Linked DNA regions of Mus musculus: region 1 is linked to region 2. Evidence: chromatin contacts called from public promoter capture Hi-C data. All regions are on one chromosome and are shown on one strand. The core of a region is the stretch at or near the end of the contact, and the rest is flanking DNA. Distances in the headings are between cores, read along the strand shown.

Region 1 (7,024 bases), core at 3,605-6,104, 83 kb after region 2:
AGAGAGAGAGAGAGAGATAGAGACAGAGACAGAGACAGAGAGAGAGAGAGAGAGAAGGCAGTTTTACTGGAAGAATTTTACAGAGAACAAGCTAGACACAAATGAAGATAGAATGAACCAGCGGGCTTATCCAGCAGTAACTCTTGTAGGCTGAAAACATTCTAGGCCTAGATTAGATTGAAGGGAGGCTAGACGCTTCCAGGACTAGGCCTAGGTTAACAGATGGAGGCAGTAAACCAATAAAAGGTACATTTATGGGGCTGGAGAGATGGTTTCATGGTTAAGAGCACCGACTGCTCTCCCAGAGGTCCTGAGTTCAATTCCCAGCAACCACTTGGTGGCTCACAACCATCTGTAATGGGATCTGGTATGTCTAAAGACAGATACAGTGTACTCATATAAAATAAATAAATAAATAAACAAACAAACAAATCTTTTTTTAAAAAGTTACATTTACACTAGCCTAGCCTAAAAAGTAAGTTCCAGGCCAAAACAACAACAACAACAACAACAACATTTTAAAGAAAACATATCTAAGTTTGCTATATATTAAACCTTTTTCATTAAAAAGCGTAAGTGGGGATGTTCAGTTGAATAAAACAAGTATCAGCAGGAGAGGGCTGTGGATTTAAGAGTGCTTGTTCCTTTTCCAGAGGACAGTTCAGTCCCCAGGAACCAAGTCAACTTGCTTGGTGATAGCCTTTAATTCTGGTTCTAAGGGATCCAAGAGTCTTCTGCCTCTGTGGGTACCTACACTCATGGCATTCACACACACAAACACACAACCTAAAAACTAAAAAAGACCCACATAGCAATAGAACTACATAACATTTACCACTACAGTTTAGAATAATAGTGTTCCAGATGCAAGAAACTCAATATCAACTTTGTCTATTTTGCCGTATGTTAACCAAAGGTGGTGGTATGCAAACACACACAAGGGAATTATTTTCTGAGTAACAGAAAATGAACCCACATCCTACACCCTTCTTCACCATCCTTTTCTGTAGGGACAATCAGAATGCCTAGTGAGTTTCTCAAGAAATAATTTAATGGAGAATCACAAGTACCTGATGGCCAATGCTGACATGACACGTTTCAAATTGATGAGTATACTGTCTTTGTAAAAGCAATGTAGACAAATTGATGACAATGGTACATAGGCAATTTTCAGAATTAAAATTGATGAGTATGCTCCTTCTGCATGTCAGAGCTTATTGATCTCAGTATCGGTGCTGATAGGGGTACATGCAAGTTGGAGTGACTCTAGGTTGGTCCTCTGGGTCCCTCTCCTGACAGACAGTGAGCAGGAAGTAAATCGCTGGATCCCCACATGGTGGTGCAGTAATGGCAGGGAAGACACAGCCCAGTTTGAGTAGGCATATCGACAATGCATTACCATAAGTAGGAAGAATCTATCAAACCTTGACATATTTAAAAGTTCCCCCTCAAAGTCCAAGGAGCTTAACAAACAAATTATTTCAGAAATTTAGAATTTCCTTCCAGTAAGTCAGTGTTGTTTTTGTAGATTGCTAATTCAGAATAGTCAAGGATCAATTCTTTAGAAATCCTTCGGCATAAACAAGCATTAGTTTGGTGGTAGTATTTTTCAAATTTGCCAAAACTATTTCCAAATTAAATTTTCTAAGACTCATAACACTTTATTAGATAATGTAACTTTTTTAATGGTAGTTTTTGTTTGTTTGGTTTTTAAAACTTGTTCTTTGAGACAAAGCCCCACATTTTAGTGGGACTTTTGAACTCACAGCAATCCTCCTTCTTCAGTCTCCCAGGTGCTGGGATTACAGCAGTAAGGCACCATGCCTGCTTTACAAGTAGCTTTAACTCAGCAGAATATACTGCATCTGAAAAAAGGGGGCACCATGTTTGATATTTTGCATATAATGAAGAGCAAGCCTGGTGCTGAGGACTGTGGAAGACATACAGTCCTTGAGTTCTCTGAGGAAAGCATCATGCAGTCTGACAGATGGAGAAAGAGAAACCTCAGGTAAGCTGTTCAAACTCATGTTGTTTAGCAATAAATCCCATTTCAGGAACAGCCAACCCTGATCAACACCAAGGCTCAAGTCCTGTCTGTATAATGTGTGACATGCCGAAAGCACACTGCTGTGTCCTCTCTGCATGCCATACGGGTGTGTGATTCGACAAAGCATACTGTTGGCTTGCTTTGTATCTTTGCTGAGGCGGGGTCTTACTATGAAGCCCAGACTGGCCTAGAGCTTCCATTCTGCCTCAGTTTCTCCAATACTGAAATTATAGGTCTATGCTACCATGCCTGTCCTGTGTTCACTTTAATAAAGAAGCTAAATAGATGATAGTACATTTCTACATGGCTAAAGGTTTAAAACATGAGGGATGTTTCAGCTTTGTACTAAAATAGACACAAGAAAGAACATGAAGACAACCACACACCAGGCCACTCTTCCATAACACACTGGCCCATCAGCTCTTATTTGTTTCAAGTTTAGCCCTGGGCTTTCCAAAACAGGTACCCAGTGATGCACTATGAAAACTGAAGCTGTTTACACAAAGATCATCTCTTATTTATAAGTAATTCAACTATATGGAGTTTTATAGAAATTGAGATGGAAAACCATGGTCACATGTTTAAAAAGAAAAAAATTAAGCAGGGTTAGGAAGAGAGTCTATTTTTAATATAGGCCTCACACCTTAATATCACGAGAACTCAAAGTATACAGAAGGCCACATTCAGCGTTGTGAGACGGAGTCCTTCCCTGACCTTAGCTCTCCGTGTGTGAATTAGCCACGAGAGATCAGCAAGCACTGACCTGTCAAAATCTAAAATCACAGGCTCAAAAACAAATCTTACTTTTTTGGAACTAAAATCTCTGTTAGATTCTTCCTATGCCCTTTGGCACACCAAATATTCCCCAAAGACATCATAAACAGATCAATAATGCTGGATTGGGTCTCTGCACTCCCAAATCCCCTCCTTCTATCTATCTATCTATCTATCTATCTATCTATCTATCTATCTATTTTAATTTATTGAACCCTCTAAGTAAAAACTTGTCTGCTGAAACTTTAAGGAAGGGCTTCTTCTTTGAAATGTCACTGCAAAGATGTTTCCACTCTCCTCCTTTCAGAACATCTCTCCAAACAGAGAACACACATGCTGTGTGGCGTTACCCTCCAGGATCAGAGCAGCTGTGAGCATACTCAGGACCTACTTGATACTGGGCTTAATAACATTCCCAGGTAGAAGAAGGAAGAGGAAAGCTAACGAGGCCTCTCCTCGACTTGGGACAAATAAGGCATAAACAACTGGGGAGAAGTGCCTCATCGGCAGTATGCTGAGCTGCAGGTTGTCTGTGCTTCCATAGCAAACACTAATGAGCTCGCTGATTGACAAAAGTGGGCATGGGCAGAGGCATCTATGTAGGATGGCTAGAAATGGACTCCTCAAAAAGTCATGGGCTGGAGAGATAGCTCGCTGGCTGCTCTTCCAGAGAGTCCAGGTTCAATTCCCAGCACCTTCATGGCAGCTCACAACCATCTGTAACTCCAGTTTCAGAGGATCTGATGCCTACTTCTGGCCTCTGTAGACACCAGTCATGCATGTGGTGCACAGAAATATATGTAGTCAAAACACCCGTACACTTACAATAATAATTAATAATAATTTTTTTAAAGTAACATAGCGTATTACACAAAGGCATACGGCAGTGTTATCTGAAACAGGAAGTTGATGGTAGGCAGGAAAGGTACAGGGTAGAGGTGAAATCTAGAGTAACTCACCCCTTCCACTCTCCTGCCGGTGAAGAACAGTGTTCCAGGACTGGCAACAAAGCTCACTGGCACAGTGCTTATTCACTCCTGTGAAGCCCTGAATTCAGTCTCCAGCACTGGGAAAAAGAAAGAGAAATTTCTACTGACAACCATGCTGGTGGTAGGCACCTGTAAATTCCAGAAGTTGAGAGATGGAGGTAGGAAGGTTATAAATCACAGGCCAACCTGGGCTAAGTAGAAAGAGCCTTTCTCAAAATATAATATAAAAGACTGGGCATGGTGTTATATGCCTTTAATTGCAGCAGGCAGATCTCAGCAAGTTTGAGGCCAGTCTAGTCTACAGAGCGACACAGTCAAACTCTGTCTTAAGAATCAAAGCTTAAGCCCGGCAGTGATGGAGCACGCCTTTGATCCCAGCACTTGGGAGGCAGAGGCAGGCGGATTTCTGAGTTCAAGGCCAGCCTGGTCTACAAAGCGAGTTCCAGGACAGCCAGGGCTATACAGAGAAACCCTGTCTCGAAAAAAAAAAAAAAAAAAAAAAAGCCAGACCACTAGCAATAAATGAAATAAACAAACTAGAATAAAGATGGGAGACAATGTAGGGCTGCAGATGGCTCAGCAATGAACGCACTTACTGCCTTTTAGAGGGACTTGGGTGCCACTTCCAATACCCACATGGTGGCTTACAACCATCCTTAACTACAGTCGCAATGGATCTGGCACCCTCTTCTGACCTCTGTGGGCACCAGGAATACCCATGGTGCACATGTACACACAAGCAAATGCTCACACACGAAAATAAAATCAACAAATCCATTTTTTTATCTTAAAAGCTTTATTTACAGTTGAATGTATTTTTTAAAAGAGGCTAGGTAAGCCTTGAAATTTCTTTGAATATGTTTTTGAGTTTACTAGCTACATGGAAGTGCAATCCATTTGTCTGTGCAGATCCAGTTCCACATAAGGAAAAATGAGTTTTTCTCTAATCAATTCCCAAATGATTCGTGCCGTTCATCAACCACAGAACAACCATGGGTTTTCTGGGACACTTCCACTTCAATAAGTCTCTACTATGACTCAACTTCCGGTTACCACAAGGCCTCTCAATTTTGCTGAATCAAACAGCTACAGGTTCCAGTTCATCTCCTGTGCACACATGCTCGAACCCCCACCCAATCCATTCCACCCAATCCATTCCACCCAATCCATTCCACCCAATCCATTCCCAGCTCACACCCCCACCCAATCCATTCCACCCAATCCATTCCCAGCTCACACCCCCACCCAATCCATTCCACCCAATCCATTCCCAGCTCACATCCCCACCCAATCCATTCTCAGCCTCAGCCAATCCCACTTCCCCCTGATGACTAGGGGCCTAAAACATAAATAAGAAACAATGCTAGAAGACAAAGAGTTGTTTGTGTGTACAAGTGCACTAGTGTGTGTGTGTGTGTGTGTGTGTGTGTGTGTTGGGGTAGTGTTTCTCAGGTTTTTAAGACCTGGTGGTCAATCAAGTCCTGGGCCTTGAGGAGCAGGCTAGGCTGGTGGCCAGGAAGCCCCAGGATTTGCCAGCTTTTGCTTCCCCAGTGCTAGGATTACAAGGTGTAGCACGTGGCCCCACTTTTTTACCTTGAGCAAGGGATCTGAACTCAGGTCTCCACAAGCAGTGAACACTTTACTATTTAATTCATGGTCCCTAAAAGTTTTTATCTTTTTTTTTTTTCTTTCCAAGACAGGGTGTCTCTGTATAGCCCTTGGCTGTCCTGGAACTCACTCTGTAGACTAGGCTGGCCTCGAACTCAGAAATCCGCCTGCCTCTGCCTCTCGAGTGCTGGGATTAAAGGCGTGGGCCACCCCGCCCGGCTAGTTTTTATCTTAAGAATTAGAAAAGCTTGGCTTGCTTAAGTAGCACATGTACAAAAATTGAACTCACACAGTGAGGATTAGCATGGTCCTGCACAACCATACAGACTCACAAAATGTATGCCTGTAATCCGAGCACTCGGGAGGCAGGCAGGTCTCTGTAAATTTAAGACCAGCCTGGTCTACAGGGTGAGTTCCAGGACACCAGAACTAAAAGTGAGAAACTCTATCTTGAGAAACAAAAGGAAGGAAGGAAGGAAGGAAGGAAGGAAGGAAGGAAGGAAGGAAGGAAGGAAGGAAGGAGACAGACAGACAAATAGAAATAAAAGATGCATTCATGAAACAAGAACAGGAGAATTCTACCAATGGAATAATAAAGAAGTACAGAGAACAGCAACTCTTAGAAATGAATGGTGGAATTGTAGAAGGTAAATTGAAGAACTCTTGCAGGAAACAGAACAAAAATGCCAAGAGACGACAGCCAGGGAGAAAAGCACAGTAAAGAAACTTACAGGACTAATCCGAAGCTTCTACTGTGAACTATGAAAAGCTATTTCTCTAGGAAAGTAAGCAAATGATAAGTATACAATTGTCAAAAAAAATTCCAAGAACACGAATTCTAGAATAATTGCAAAGAAACGCTCTTCATCATAAGACAGAAAAAATTCCGTGTAAAAGTTCAGAATAGAAAGTATAAAAGGAGCTTAAAAGTTTCCAGAGAGGAAGAAAGCAGTCACGTGCAGAAGCTGAGAACTAAAGATGGAATGAGCTCTTCATGGCAACAGTAGGAACTAGAGAACAAAAGAAGCAATGGTTTTGGAAGTCTGTGAGAAATCATTCTCAGCTCGAGTTCTGAAAGCAGACAGACAACATGAGTAACACATGGGATCACATTTTATACAGGAAGACAGTCCTGTGAAGATATTGCCACAAAATGACATTATACCTTTTAATACACAGCAAATTTCCATTATTTTTGCTTTGGCCTATTTAATTCAGGTCAGAACTCCTAAGTCGATTTCATGACTTACCAATGCATTGTGATCTATATTTTTAAAAACACTGCAAAAGGCTTTTATATTTTTCCCAAAAGAAAACTCTCCTAGGGTAGAGAACTGGAGGAGCAAAATGCATGGGAAGAAAACTAGACCTCATAAAAAGTTATATCAGCATAGCATTCAAAAGCCAGGCATAAATGACAGGAAGTGAATGGGAGGACAGTGAATGTGAAGGGTAGGTGGGGAAAGGCTCATAAGCAGAAAGACAAAAGGTATGCTAAAGACATGGAGGCCCAAGCTCAAACTGCTGTAAGCACTACAGATGAGGGAGGAGTCTACACGGACACACTCAGAAGTCAGCTTACCAGCAGTGTGGACGGTGAGGGCAG
Region 2 (6,687 bases), core at 2,711-5,210:
TGTTGTTGGGGGTGTTTTCAGAGATGATTAACCATGGGAGGCTCATCTACCCTGAACACTGACAGCTATGGGAGGCAGACCTGTATCCCTCCTCCTTTAGTTTCTGTCAGATATGTTGATACAGCATTGGAGCTCTGACTGGCGACCTCACCTGAGTTCTATCCCCTGAGCCCATGTGGTGGAAGAGGAAAACATAGAGGCAACCATTGTCCTCTGTAGGCTCTGGTGGAATAAGCATGACCACCCCTCAAATAAAAACGGTAAGTGTAAAAAGAAAAAAATCTGACTTAGAAAATAGTAAATTGGACTTTGTAAAATGTATTCTACTCTTTAATTTTTAACTTATTACTGTGAAAACAGTATTGTATGTTATTTTGAAAATTTGTACTTCAGTATTGAAAACTTAAAGTTAATTAAAACTTACTTGAGTTTCAGTCTGTAACTGTCCAATTAATGAGAGAGTCTTAACAGCAACAAAGCAGACCTGTGATTTCAAACAAGCAAACACATTACCAAGATTTCCGTGTGATGTGGAAATCATTTCTTCTTTAACTTACTGATTGAAAAACTCGAGCAGCTTTTAAGGGATGGTGTAAAATGTGATTTCCAAGGTCAGCATCTAATTCAACAACGTCACAGGGGTCTATTAGAATACTGAACCGATAGACAGCATAACTCTGCTTTGAATCTGTGAAGATATAAGTGTGAATAACAGGATGATTGTGTGCACACTTGTCTGAGGGTTCCTGACTGACACACCATTGCTCACCCCCTCACTGACATACCATTGTAGGACTTGCAGTCGTCTATAAACTTTTGGAGGCCTCCACTTCTGTCAAGATAGACAAGGGCTGCCTCTTTCATCTGAAGAGTCTCCATTTTCTCCTTGTTGGTAATCTCTATTATTAGAACATTAACCACAGCTGGTGGTAAAGATTAAAGTGATGAGACTCATATAAAGAATGAGGAACAAAATAAAGTTTACTTTTGAAGACCACTAAGAAAACTTACAAATCATTAAAACATAAAATTGACCCTGTCTCGAAAAACCAAAAATAAATAAATAGATAAATAAATAAAATAAACAACAACAACAAAACCATAAAATTGAGGATGCAACTAATTGAAAGAGAAACCTAGCCATTGATTGAACCCAGGGTCATGTACCAGTGAGTCACACCTCCATCCCCATATCACACTTTAATCACACTTAGCAGGATGCTCAAAATGTCTCTCTAGGGCAGGCACTCCTAAAAATGCAACCTGAAACTAATAATTTTAAATGATGATAGTCCCGATGTAAGCATAGGCTGAAGGATGAAAGTCATATAAACTGTCTCATCAATCCAGTTTGGGATAGCAAGATGGCTCATTGGATAAAGAAGCCAAGTCTCATGAGTGAGTTTGACCCCTGGGACCCACATAGTGGAAGAAGAAATCAACTTCACCAAGTTGTCCTTTGATTGCCCCACCTCCCTGCTCGCTGCTCTCGGACACACACACACACACACACACACACACACAAAGAAAAAAGTAAATGTGGTCCTATGAGCACTAAATTGAAAAACCTGAGAAATGGTTCTTGGCCCAGCATTTGTTGGGGATATTGGTTGACCTCTCTTGCCTCAATATCTTTAGCTGACAAAGACAAAGGTATTAAACAATTAAGCCCTCTTTCCATTTTAAATCTTTGCCAGTGTCAAACATAGAACATTATACTGTAGAGGTGGAGAGGGGAATATAAAATGTTCACTTGAGCAGAAAATATTAGAAACAAGATATGTCATGCGATCATTGTGATATTGTTAGGAATGGTATGATTAAGATTGGACCCTGTGTTTAAGAAATCCAACTTAGAGAGGCCAGAAATAATGACTAACACATTATTGAAACATTATCAAATATTATTATCTATAATTTATTGGCTAGCTCACTTTCCTTAGGCACCAGTAATGCAAAGATGAGCAAAACACAGTGTCTATACTTTAAAGAGCAAAGCGTGTAAATCAGCTATGCGAACAACTGTATGATAACTTGTAATAGGAATATGAACAGGTTAGTGGCCACAGAACATGATAAGTGAAAAGCTTCATAAATTTGGGCTCATTATCATGTATTTTTCTACTGCTTTGGACTCTTGGTTGATGACAGAAGGTAACAAGGAAGCCATGCATTCCACTTCAAAGGGATAAAGTGAGTTTATTTTTGTGTGGCTCTAAGTACAATAATGCTATTCTAGCTTGCTTGACCAGCATGCACAAGGCTGGGCTCAATCCCAGCACCACCTAAATAAATAAATAAATACATACATACATACATACATACATACATACATTTTGGTTTTAGTAGGTGAATATTTCTATAATGGGAGAGTTTTCCAAAGATACCGGCTAACACCCCCATTAGGAGTCATATATCACTGATTTTATCCACCCAGTACCTATAGTTCAGGATACTTTGCACAGAAAAGTAAGTGGCTACCCTTTTGTTATTATATCGGGGTCAAAATTAATAATTTTGAAGGTTGACATTGTTATAATATCAGCTTTTTGCTAGGTATGCTCATGGACACATTTAATGCCAATGATCAGGAAGCAGAGGCACCCAGGTCCCTGAAGTCTAGGCTAGCCTGGTCTGCAGATGGAGGATAGCCATTGAATCTGTGTCTCAAAACCAAACCACCACCACCACCAAGAACAAAAACAGGTTTCTGAAGTTGGATGACATTGAGTGAAATGGTTGTGTAAATTTAGAATAAGTTTTTGAAGTGCAAAATAATTATATAAGGAAAGAGAAGTTTACAAAGTTTTTGAAAACAGAATCGTCCTTTTTTTTTAAAAAAAATATATTTTGGAAATTAGCTCCTTCATGTTGCCTGTGTGAAGAATGCTTTGAAACTAAACAGCCAATTATCAGTTTTCAACTAGTGTTGTATTTCTAAGAGATGGATGGACCAGCCCAGGGTATTTGAAACAAAACGGAATGGAGGAGATAATTCTAGAATTTTAAAGACTCTAATTCTGGGCTTCATGACCAACCTGTACCACACAGAGAGGAAAAAATTCAGTCGAGGCCAGGTCATGGTTGCAGACATTCAGTAGGTTGGGCAGACTGAGTTCAAAGTTAGTCTCTAGCAGATAGGTGGTAGCACACAGCCTTGATCCCAGCACTCAGGAGGCAGAGGCAGGGATATCGCTGTGAGCTCCATGATGGGAAGGGCTCTGCAAAGAAACCAAGTCTCGAAAAGCAAAACAAAACAAAACAAAACGGTAGTCTTTGTAGCCGTGGGCTACATAATGAGCTCTAGGGTAGTCTGAGTTGCATAACAAAGCCCTGTCTAGAAATCAAGGTTTGTTATGTCCAAGGCTGGGCTTCATCACAGCACCGCCAAACAAGTGAATTTTCATTTATCAGGTGCGTGTGCCGCAGACTCTTGAAAGTCAGCTAGGCAGGAAAGGACACAAGAAGTTGAGTCTGGAGTTCAGGGCCTTCAAAAGATGGGCATAGAGCCCAACTGTCTGCCCAAAATTGTCATGCTGGGCAGAAGTGGCACGCGCCACTCAGCAGGCAGAGAGGCAGGAGCATCTCTGGGTTTGAGGTCAGCCTGGTCTACAGAGCAAGTTCCAGGACGGACATACGGACTGACAGACAGACAGTCTTGGGGATGAACGCATTTGCAAGTAGGGGATTATGAGGAGAAAAGGACACAGAACAGGCCACCGGAATAATCCAAGTTTTCCCTTCTGTCAGCGCTGAGGGAACCCTGAGGAGATGCGGAGACCAAGGCCCAAACACCTCAGGACTCAGCCACTAGAGAGAACCCGCTTGGCTCGCCGGCCCTGCAGCTCCTCAGGAGACTCCAGTGCCTTCGACCTGGCTATGTTGCCACCTCTGGAATAAGACTCACCTGCACTGCAGGACCCGCGTGGGCTACAGAGGGCCTCCTGCGCACGCGCACTCTCCCAACTGTCGGGCGCGCGCGGGGTCTGCCGGGACCGCAGCCCTTCTGTCACCAGGGCAACCAGTCTCACCTATATAGTGCTGTTTGCTCCCGCAAGGCAAAGAGATGGAGATTCTTTTGCTTTTGCTGTTATCTAATCCAAGACAATATCTGTATGAAAAAAATTTCAATTTCTGCTGGTGGAAATGCGAAATAGCGTCGTAAACTTCGGAAACTGTGGTAGCCTCTCAAACGGCTAATTCCAAGAGAATTGAAAATATGCATCCACAGAAAATCTTGTATATGTAAATTCATACTATTACTCAAAATTGCCCCGAAGTGAATGTCTTGACTTCCAACTAGCGTCAAACAGCTGTGGTATAGCAACACAAAACAACACTATATTCCCTTGAATTAAAAAGAGAATTAAGGGATAGCACAATACTATGGCTTTTGAGTGCACTGTGCAAGAGGAAAGGCACAAAGTCATATGTTGTATGTTGCCATTCATGTATGAAATAGGATAGGCAAACATGAATACAAATTTATGATTACCTAGGGCTTGGTAAAGCAGTGAAAAGTGATTGATAATGAGTAGGGGACTTCCCCCCTAAAATGTAGTAAAATACACATAACAAAATGTACCATTTTAGCCATTCTTGAGTGGAAGCTGAATGTCATAGAACTGTAACACTGTTTCCAGTACATAATTATCTTCCCCTAACTTTGTACCATTTAGTGATTCCCTAAGTTCCTGGCAATAACCATTCTGTCTTTAAAATTAGCTACTCCAGAACTCATAAATGGAACAAATACAGCATTTATTGTCTTGTGCCTTTTATTCTACTTCATAAAATGTCCTTAAGGCTCATCCATGTTGTAGGATGTTAGAATGGTCTTCATTTGTAGTATTCCATTCCATGGATTCTTTTCTTGGTGCTGGGAACTGACACTGAACCTCCAGGCCCTATCGGTTGTTTGTGAGGTAATGGAGATATCCTAAAGTTGAATAAATTCTGAAGAAAGTCTGTCATTTGTTGATTTTGAGACAGGGTCTTTCTACTATAACCCAGGATAGCCTTACATATACCTTGTAGTCCAGGCTGGCTGTGAACTCAGTTCATAGCATAGGCAAGTCTTCAATTCACAATTTTGCCTCAGCTTTCAAGTATATTTAGGTACTTATAGGTACATTTCACTATATCAGGCATTTTAAAATGGATGAATTCTATAGTATAAGAATTAAAGATCATAGAAGCTTTACCAAACAACAAAAGCACTAAAATTTGGACTAGCTCAAGTGTACTACTTGGCAAAGTAGGCCTTCTTCCTCTTCAGGGGTAAAGGTTTCAGTTAAGAAATACTATGTAACATATTGCCCCACAGCTGTAGCCACATGTACCAGCACGTTTTCCCTTTTGCATTTTTGTGTTGACTCTGGTTGTTTGCTGACTTAGTAAACATGACAACACGGCCTTTTGACACTTTGATTCCAAATTTGAAGGACAGTTTTTGTTGTTGATGTTTAAATCTAAGTGAAAAGCAAAGCAATTAAAGTCATGACTCCAGCAGTCAATGACAGCTGACACATGCACAATGTGTCACATGTCATATCACAATGTGACACATGCACAGCTCACACACTGACAATACAGGGCTTGCACCCACTGCTGCTTTCATGTCACTAGGAATCACAACAGTCATTATACATTATTTTGTATTCTTATGGCCCCTGTGGAAGGGCCTGGGTAGTGATCCATCTTGACTGTTAAGTGGATGGGATTTGAAGTCACCAGGGAAACATGAATCTTCGTGGATCTGTGAGAACTTTCCCAGAGAGGCTTAAGAAGGGGAGATCTGCCCTAAATGTGGTGCAGCACCCTGTGGACGGAGATCTTGGACTCACAAGAGGGAACTCATGAAATATCAGCTTTTATCTTTGATTCCTGACTGAAGACCCAATGTAACCAACTGCTTGGCACTTTGGCCACTATAGTTGTAGCATGCTCGTCTCCTGCCAGAACGGACCGTTCCCTCAAACTGAGCAAATCCAAAGTCACTCTTAAGTTGCTTCTGTTTGCTATGTGTTACACGATGGACAAGAGCCATGGGCAGCCTGGGATTTTCCCAATCTCCCATTCCAACACACACTGAAAACTCTCACCACCAGTTTTGACTAGGGAGTGCATGTGTGCTATAATTCTGGATAGTGAGACAGACCCCAAGGAATGAAGTCTGCTGTGGAGCTTCTCAAGTAGGGAAATTAAGGATCTTTTCTCTCCTTTGCTTAGATATTCTCATACCTGAATGCAACTCCTCAGAATGTCACAGGCATCTCTGTCCACAAAAGAATTAATCAGAAGATGAAAGTAGGTGAGGAAAGACTCTAGGGGAGGACATATAGGACCAAAAGAGGTGGAGGTCTGAGGGAACTGCCAGGAATGAACTTCCAATACCCCTTCACCATATACCAGAACCCCAGAGACACCAGGCTGCAGAGACCAATGGTTTCTACTTGCCGCCCCCCCCCCCCCCCCCCCCGGCATCATGTGGAACCTGCTGGAGCCAGAGGGATCTGGAAATGTCACATTGCAACTGGGTATAACAGAGTGGCCAGTTCACTTTGTAAGTATTTTTTCTTACTTTATTTTGATTTCCTCTTTTCCACATAAGGATCACAATGGCTGTGCTTGTGTATCAGTTGTTTCAGGATTAGTCTTCAGTCAGGTCTTAGTCTTCAGCCATAT

What was found. Promoter capture Hi-C pulls out the DNA fragments that hold promoters and counts their contacts.
Region 1: a contact with region 2 is called in a promoter capture Hi-C map of hematopoietic stem and progenitor cells. The contact joins the enhancer-like site here to the promoter of Mcmdc2 in region 2. A contact is called at or near these places in 9 of 39 promoter capture datasets (3T3-L1-derived adipocytes, the C10 cell line, the HPC-7 cell line and 7 more), 2 of 484 Hi-C or Micro-C datasets (cortical neurons and nephron progenitors), 1 of 115 datasets of contacts at active chromatin or transcription factors (embryonic stem cells) and 3 of 9 other capture datasets (adipose tissue, liver and pancreatic islet).

Annotation. Positions count from the first base shown.
Region 1 is chr1:9,823,876-9,830,899 of GRCm38.p6, reverse strand. Sgk3 (serum/glucocorticoid regulated kinase 3) reads right to left here. Exons shown (of 18, transcript NM_133220.2): 2 at 3,781-3,887. Among named protein-coding and RNA genes, the nearest start is that of Sgk3, 29 kb to the right of the region's middle. Within about 2 kb of position 4,854, at least 23 of the 459 cell types and tissues checked have an H3K27ac peak or open chromatin away from gene starts, as enhancers often do. A contact at or near this core is called in hematopoietic stem and progenitor cells, where this site is marked.
Region 2 is chr1:9,905,911-9,912,597 of GRCm38.p6, reverse strand. It overlaps Mcmdc2 (minichromosome maintenance domain containing 2), which reads right to left and starts at 3,960. Exons shown (of 15, transcript NM_177722.3): 1 at 3,908-3,960; 2 at 786-923; 3 at 558-688; 4 at 425-484. The coding sequence starts at 879.